3 separate regions of the Zea mays genome follow, and all the other regions are linked to region 3. Evidence: chromatin contacts called from public Hi-C data. All regions are on one chromosome and are shown on one strand. The core of a region is the stretch at or near the end of the contact, and the rest is flanking DNA. Distances in the headings are between cores, read along the strand shown.

Region 1 (2,700 bases), core at 102-2,601, 270 kb before region 3:
TTGAGTTTTGCCCAGCACTCCAGCATCCATGCCTTAAAAGGTTATAGTTAGAAAGGGGGAGGATTGCTAAGCCCTTGCCAGTTAGCCACATAGAGAGAAGGCCTTATTATTAGATCATGCCATTTCTTTTCTTACAAAATTAACAAAGTGCAAAGCATTACTATGGCCACGAGGAACAGATAGCTACGAAATGAAACTGTCGCAATTATCATGGAAAAAAGCCACACATTTCCTTATCCATTTTGTTTGGTAGCGCCACATAGAAACAAAACTTCATGTCACGATTTGCATAGTTATCTCAACACATGTGGCGAATAGAAAAGGAGAAAGAGAAAAATAAACACAAGATTCTTAACCATAATAAGATATAATTTGTGTCGGGCATTTGCATAGTCACATGCTTATCCCATGGGGAACGTTAAAGGTTTGCTTGCACGGCAGGACCATTCCTGATTCCCTAGATGGTAGTTAGATGACGGCGATAGGAGCCGAGGCCCAACTGCCCAGTGATGTATTGGCCGTGTTGTTTATGTGATCTGTCATGGATGTCCTACTATGATTCAAGGATTTAGGACATGCGCAGAACTGCCAGCAATGAAAAGTCGAAGAAAGAGATATTGACTTCGAGGGGGAGAAATGTAGTCCACTATGAGAAAAGAGATACCCAATGTCTCTGGAGAAAAAGATCTGAGGTAAACACGTCTAACTTGCAACCATGATTTGCAATAGAGAAATCCGATTGACATCCCACCCTTTCTCGGTGCAGGATGGGACCTGCAGCAGCAAAAGCGCAAAGCTTCGATGTCACCGCCATCCACCTACCCTCCATCGCCCAAACTGTCTCTGTCTCTGTAACGCGAATTTTATTTTACACAACAGCAAAGTGAAAAACTGGAGTAGGGGGTTCGCTTGCCTCAGCAACCGTCGCGTAGCTTGCGCGCCTCGGCGCTGGAACGGGGAATCTGGAGGCGGGCACGCATCTCCCAAGCAATCTCGCGTGGCCTCGCGTAGCGTGCGAGGAGACACGCAGAGAGGGAGGGAGAGAGAAAGAGAGCCTTGACCCCGCCGTCCTCGTCCTGTCGTCCTGATAGCTGATGCAGTGATGCTGATCAGCTGATGCGTGCGGAGCTCGCTCGTGGAGCCGAGGCCCTAGCCTGTAGCCTCTCACGGCGGTAGAACGAGCACCCATGGGCCTCACTGGATCACCTAAGCGTCTTCCAGGCCCATCTGTGCCTCACCTGAGGCCTGTCTCATTTAGTGACGAGGCCCAACCCACCAGCGTCAGAATACAAGAGCGCGTTATCCTCTCTCTTCCGGTTCCGGGCAACTCGAAGAAGCCGCGTGCGTTATCCTTTGAGCAGTTTGGGCGCTGAGCAAGTCCAGTGAGAGAGGGAGAGCGGCGAGAGGATGGCTGGGATGGCATCGCTGCAGGGCGCCATGGCGTCGCTCTCCATCTCCGCGCTAGGCGCGGCGACGGCGAGCAGCAGCAGCTTCTGGGGCAACCGGCTCGCCACCTACTCCGCGCCGCAGCCTGGGGTCTGTTCCTGCTTCCCAATTCCGTTCCGTTCTGCTGATGGTTTGGTAGATAATAAGTAGCTGTTCTGGTGAAAGATTTTACTCTGGAGTTTCTGGATAGCGTTGCAAAGCGCGGTCGGATGGAATTGTTCTAGGGACATTCGAGCTTGCATTACGGTTTTGGAGCTAGTCTGTATGGATTGGATGCAATGAAATGGAAAATTACCTTTGCATTGTTATTAATTGTGCATTTTCAAGGATGACAAACCAGGCTTCTAATATGACTATGTTTAGGGGTGTTTGACATCACTCTAGAGCAAAACTTTAAGGAAGACCTGGACAAAGTCAACTAAACACCCTAATTCTAGAGTTGCAAACTCTATAGAGTTTTGAGAGTTGTAGTATAATTTTTTGGAGTACATTTTTTGCTACTTTGAAAAATCCTTCAAAAACAATCAAGACACATCCAATGCACTGGTTATGAGAAAGCAATCTACACTTCGGAGCAGATATACTTCACCCAAAGTTTTGGAGTAGAACTATGCCAAACTCGCCCTTATTAGATTTCATATTACATTAAGTTTCTATTTGCTCCACGACACACACTAAATTTAGACCGTGTCCATATTGAATTTCGTCTACCTTCTTTTTTTATTTTTATCTTGCATGGAAGCTTAAATGGTAAGATTTGAGTGCGCCAAATAGATTAACTGATTGGGATTAATTTAAGTAAGAGAATTTCCTTTGTCATTGGTAATCCGGTATTGTCCTTTTTGCATATACAACTATGCACATGTTTGCCTTTTAGTGCTAATAGAGAGTATGCTGTGTTTCATGTGGTAAAATTTGTTCGAGTACTCTTTATTTAGTTTGTTAACTGAGGAAATTATGTTGCTTTTGAAGCGGTCAAAATGTCAACTGAAGAAATTATGTTGCCCTCAATGTGCCACTGATTTTGTTTATATATATTTATGCCTGAATTACCCCACATCACACAATACATATGACTAACTGGAAACAAAATTTGGCGCCAAATAGTGTATTATGAGCATAATGATGTTTGTATTTGAACCCTGCTTTCTTTTCTGTGTCATCTTTATTATGCCTTACCTGTATGTACTTGTGCCTGGAAAATTCCCAACTGATAAGAATCGGATGAGGATAAACCTTTCTGTTAAGAAGCAA
Region 2 (2,700 bases), core at 59-2,558, 460 kb after region 3:
TAATTAATGATTGGGAATGTTAATATCTGAACACCAATTGCGGTAAAGACCCATATGTCACCAAATGGCCTCAGACCGTCCTAGTTCATGATAAATATCAACAGATTAGACAAAATTTTGCCTCGTCTGTAACCATCATGTCATCAAAGGCCAAGATCAACGATAATAGTAAAACAGCTATTTTTTCTACCAACTATTGAAAATAAAATAAAGAAATGTGTCAGAAAAATGTTCTCAGCACCCTTTTTGAAGGAATCAGACAGGGATAACTGTATTTTAATTGTGTTGTCATCATCCACATCTCTAAACAGAGGAAAGAATCAAAAACAAGTTTCAAGAATCTATCAGATCTTCCTATTCAATATGAAAGAACTGTCATGGTACATCACAATCGAACAGATTGGACGCTTTCCCTTTCAAAGTTTCACATCATTTAGATCCTGAAACAAATGGGGGAAAATGTAGAATATTTAACATGTCAATACTATATGCGAGCTTTCCAGGGCCGGATTGGCATAAGAACGCAACCAATAAGGATATGACCGCACATCAAGAGAATAGCATGTTGCGCCCGAGCCATTATACCGTGAGGGAACAAAATCATCCTCCGGAATTGGTAATGGACGCATGCAACAAAATATATTTTTAATAACTACGAAGAACCAACAAGCATAATGATGGTTTGTGAGATGAGTTCAGACAGCCAAGGGTTTGGTCTTCAACTACCACCAACGAAGTAGTAGCATCAGAAACTCTAGTCCAAAACACAGTTGTTCATCATTGCTCAAAATCTCACTATACCATAGCATTATAACAGGAAATAAAGACCACTAGTCTAGTACATATATGAACAGCAAAAAAGGCTAAGACTGTGAATTGGGAGCTCAGACAGCCAAGGGTTTGGTCGTCAAATACTACCTTCGTAGTATCAGAAACTCTAGTCCACAAAGATTGCTCATCACCGCTCCTATCGCAAAAATCAACCATTCCACACATAAAATAAAAGAAACAATCTTGATACACGACGAAGCTTGAATGTTCAAATCAAAAATAGGTGATCCAAGTTAAAAAAAAGAGGCGGCGAGAGTACTCATATGTAGATGCATCGACGCCGTCGGCGGCAGTAGTCGGAACCCTATGTAGGAAGAGGCAGGCGTCAGGTGATTATTTATATCCTCTTGCTCTGCGACAGAAGAAAACCTAGATTTGTATGGGCCTCTTTGCGCTGCTTGGGCTTTTGTGGGCTGTTTGCACTGCTTGGGCTTCGCCAGGTAGAATAGATGGAACCGCAATTTTTGGCCGCGGTGACTCCTCGCCGCCGGCGCGCTGTGCTCCCGTCATCAAAACACGATGCCGCCGCCCCCAGCCGTGCCACACGACGTGGGTGCTGTCCTCCGCCTCCTGGAGTCCCGCGACCTTCCCGCCGCCGCGCGCCTCGCCGCCGGCTCTGCTTCCTCCTCGCCGCTCCCGCTCGCCGCGGTCCTCCTACACCGCCCGCTGCCCCCGCGCCTCGGCTACAGCCTCCACGCCCGCGCAGCGCGTGCGGGCCTCCTCGCGGACCGCTACCTTGCTAACGCGCTGCTCGCGTTCTACGTCCGCCTCCCGGACCACCTGCCTCACGCGCTCAGGGCGTTCGACGACCTGCCCCGCCGCGACGTCGTCGCGCACTCCTCCGTCCTCGCTGCATTCCTCCGTGCGGGTCTCCCGCGCCGCGCGCTCCTCCAGCTCAGGACCATGGCCTCCGGCGGCTACGGCGCTGACGACGACGTCGCCCCCAGCGCGCACGCGCTTTCCGCCTCCGCCAAGGCGTGCGCCGTGCTGCACGACCTCCGCGCGGGAGCCTGCGTGCACGGGACCACCGTTGTGCGAGGGTACGGCGACGATGGCGTCGTGCTGAGCGCGCTCGTGGACATGTACGGCCACTCGGGTGCGCCGGGCGACGCGCGGAAGGCGTTCGAGGAAATGCGCGCACCGGATGGGATATGCTACACGTCGTTGATATCAGCATTCGTGCGGAACGACTGGTTCGACGAGGCCCTGCGGTGGTTTCAGGCTATGCTCAGGACAGATGGGGTTTGGCCGGACGGCTGCACATTTGGCTCTATGATGTCGGCGCTTGGGAACATGAAGAGAGCGAGGCAGGGTAGGGAGGCACACGCGCAGGTTGTGACACGTGGCCTGTGTGGGAACGTCATCGTGGAGAGCAGCACACTTGACATGTATGCCAAGTGTGGTATGATGGTGGATGCACGCAAGGTATTCGACAGGATGAAGGCTCCGAATGCAGTTTCATGGTGTGCCCTGCTTGGGGGGTATTGTCAAACTGGGAAGCATGAGAAGGTTCTCTCGTTGTTTCGACAGATGCATATGCAGGAGCAGGACGATGACTGGTATAGCTTAGGGACTCTTCTGCGATCTTGTGCTGGTCTGTCTGCAGTGAAGCTAGGAAAAGAAATCCACTGCCGTTCTATGAGGATGAGAGGATGCGGAGATGTCATTGTTGAATCCGCACTCGTGGACCTGTACGCAAAATGTGGTGCAGTAGACTATGCCTACAGAGTATTCAAAATGAGCAGTGTCCGCAACATGATTACTTGGAATGCCATGATTTGTGGTTGTGCTCAGAATGGCCATGGTGAGCGAGCCATCAGCCTGTTCAATGAGATGGTTAGAGGAGGGGTCAAGCCAGACTACATCAGT
Region 3 (2,700 bases), core at 44-2,543:
ATTTACTAGATTTATTATGACTTGATCTAACATAATAGACATAATAGATAATTCCTTTAGTTTAAAATAATTCAATTTATATATATTGTTTGTCAAAATTTAAATAGTTTAACTTAGAACAAACTTAAAACCACTAGTAGAAAAGAGCTCTAAACCCACAGTGGTGTTTAATTTTTACAGACGAATTTAGTTATAAAGTGCCAGTGGTATTTTTAGTTAAAATAATCGCCTGCTACATACTGGTACTCAAGAAAACCCATACCGGTACTAAAAATCAAAGATTTTTACGTATTCTGGTTCCTATACTAATTGATTGATTTTTGTTGCAATGTATAGGCAAGTAACTTAAAAATTAGTGTGGTATGTAGTTTTGAAGATTTATTTAATAAAATTTGTTCCTAATAATATTGTAACGCATGTTTTTATATGTGCAGGGGGGGGGGGGGGGGGGGGAGTAGATAGATTTTCAGACTGTATCAGTATTTATGACTTGGAGCATGCATTTGCGCAGAACGGATGGAGTGAACTGAGCTAGCCGCGCTGCTGTCGACAACTTCACATGTGTATCTGTATTGTATCACAAGTTCACAACGACTCACCGAGGTTGTCCTGATGGGCGGGTGATACGTGGAGGTCCATGGAGGCCGCGACGTGGAAGAGCGCCACGCATCCCGTGACGGCGGCGTCGAAGCTCCCTTCCTCGCCCATGTCGGCCCTGAACACCCTGAGCCGGTCCCTCCCTTCTTCCACGACGGCGAGCACCTGCAAGGCCTTGCCTGCGTGCGTGCAACACCACCGGCACCGGTGCACCGCGCGCGCAACGCCGCCGGCATCAGAGCTCGGCCATATGGTCAGCGCCAACATCAGAGTTATTCGGCCATGTGCAGCGCCGACGCACGCACGCGCGCGCGCCGTGTGTACATACATACATACATACCTGTGTCCCTGGCGGTGGCGTGGACGCGGTAGCCTCGCCGCAGCAGCGTGCGGACGAGCCAGGAGCCGACGTAGCCGGTGGACCCCGTGACGCAGACAGCCGGCGGCGGCAGAGGGCCACTGCCCTCGGTCTGCTGCTCCTCGTCCGGCGAGCCGCAACCGACGCCGACGCTGCCCATCTCGGCCCCGGCCGGCCTCGATCGATCTCTCGGCTGCGAGTTCGCTGCGCTGATCTCTTCGAACAGTGACGGCGCTGCTAGTGCTAGCTGATAGCCTAGCGCTGGAGATAGCAAGTAGGAAAAGTACGAAGGCGATCCGATCCGTTATTGGCTATGTGGCAAAGTTTAGGTGTCTACTGGGGGAACAGAGCTGATAGGCTCTGTTACCATTCTAAAATTGATGAAGCGAGCCGGCAGCACTGCCACTGGATGTGGTGGGTTACAGGGATCATGTACGTACGTACGTACGTGTCCCGGGATATGGACTGTCTCGGATCCATTTTTATACAGTACATAGTATATAGTAAGTATACTTGCAACAAGCTAGCAGACAAGTCATGCGACATTCATCGCGTCCGCATCGCAGATCACCAAAACTGAGGCCACGCACACCAGATCTCGAGAGTGCCAGCGCTAATAGGTCCATCATCGCTGAACCATTTACAGTCGTGCAGAGTTTATCTTGGCACACATCGAAGACGACGTGCCCATATCTCCACATCCCCTCTTTCTCTCTTCCTATCGTGAGCTCACCTGGGTATGGGTGCCGTCCACGTTCAGGCGGCCTGACCCGGCTCTTACGATATTGCCTGTCCCACTCACGAGCAATAGCCGCTGCACCAGCCTCGCCGGCAGCGGCAGGCAATGACGACCGGGCGGACAGGCGCCGAGCAAAAGCCCGACCGCCGCGAAGCCTCTCGATCGGCATGGTGCCTACGCCACGGCACAGTGCAGCGAAAACTCCTCAGCACGCTTCCACATGGACACGTATGCATCGTACTCGTACTCGTCCAGTTTTTTCTCTCTCGGCTCAGGATGCGGAGTACGTGTGCTAGCTTGGATTCCACGTACGGTCGTCGCCGTCGTGTCACCTGGAGAAACTTTGTTGTTTCTCGGCACGTGCACGAAGTTGTCTATGGCCGGACAGCTGTCTGACTGTCTGAGTCTGTTGTTTGGGCACCCATGCCAGCACGGTCAGCCCGGTTGGCCTGTAGTGCAAAGGCCGAGCTGAGGCGAGCTTGGTTCATTTCCAGCCCGTGTTTTCCTATACATATACATCACAGTTCATAGTTCTTATACAATCATATAGGCACACATGTCTATATAGATATATAGCTATTACAAATTTACACTAGCTAATTGAGATTAAGCATCTACATGTGGATCCATTTGTGCCTGAGACTGAGACTGAGATGCATGAGAGGACTCAGGAGTGTCAACTGGTTCATCATCAATATAAAGCTTAAAGAACGATCCTTTAAGCTCTTTGTTCTCTACAGTGTGTTGGGTCCTTGCGTTCCCCTCCTCCTAGTCCTTGATACAGGTCAGCATCTCTGCCGTGTGTCCGATGTCAGACGACGATGACGCTCCTTGATGATCCTGCCAGTAAGACTAAATGGACCTTCTAATGAAATTGTAGAGACGGATAAAGTTAGTATATCCTTAGCCAACATAGAAAGAGCAGGGTATGTCAGTTTGTGATCTTGCCACCAAGTCAAAAGATTAAAATCGTCATCAAACATCTCGATAATATCACTATCCAAGT

The links. Hi-C and Micro-C count contacts between places; a contact is called where the count stands out from the background.
Region 1: a Hi-C map of tassel shows a contact between it and region 3, with 3 times the contacts expected there. The contact joins the promoter of LOC100273201 here to the promoter of LOC100284504 in region 3. A contact is called at or near these places in 3 of 25 Hi-C or Micro-C datasets (bundle sheath, endosperm and tassel).
Region 2: a Hi-C map of tassel shows a contact between it and region 3, with 2.1 times the contacts expected there. The contact joins the promoter of LOC103626319 here to the promoter of LOC100284504 in region 3. A contact is called at or near these places in 2 of 25 Hi-C or Micro-C datasets (ear and tassel).

The regions. Positions count from the first base shown.
Region 1 is chr5:50,137,099-50,139,798 of Zm-B73-REFERENCE-NAM-5.0, reverse strand. It overlaps LOC100273201 (50S ribosomal protein L24, chloroplastic-like), which reads left to right and starts at 1,351. Exons shown (of 4, transcript NM_001147644.1): 1 at 1,351-1,536. The coding sequence starts at 1,408. It overlaps LOC100279909 (Putative beta-glucosidase 41), which reads right to left and starts at 1,032. Exons shown (of 15, transcript NM_001152861.1): 1 at 914-1,032.
Region 2 is chr5:49,404,481-49,407,180 of Zm-B73-REFERENCE-NAM-5.0, reverse strand. It overlaps LOC103626319 (pentatricopeptide repeat-containing protein), which reads left to right and starts at 1,308. Exons shown (of 2, transcript NM_001364072.1): 1 at 1,308-2,700. The coding sequence starts at 1,351. It overlaps LOC100277243 (a long non-coding RNA gene), which reads right to left and starts at 1,129. Exons shown (of 1, transcript NR_157080.1): 1 at 224-1,129. It overlaps LOC111589450 (small nucleolar RNA snoR20a), which reads right to left and starts at 151; the gene lies at 68-151.
Region 3 is chr5:49,862,167-49,864,866 of Zm-B73-REFERENCE-NAM-5.0, reverse strand. It overlaps LOC100284504 (dihydroflavonol-4-reductase), which reads right to left and starts at 1,293. Exons shown (of 6, transcript NM_001157399.1): 1 at 938-1,293; 2 at 600-776. The coding sequence starts at 1,115.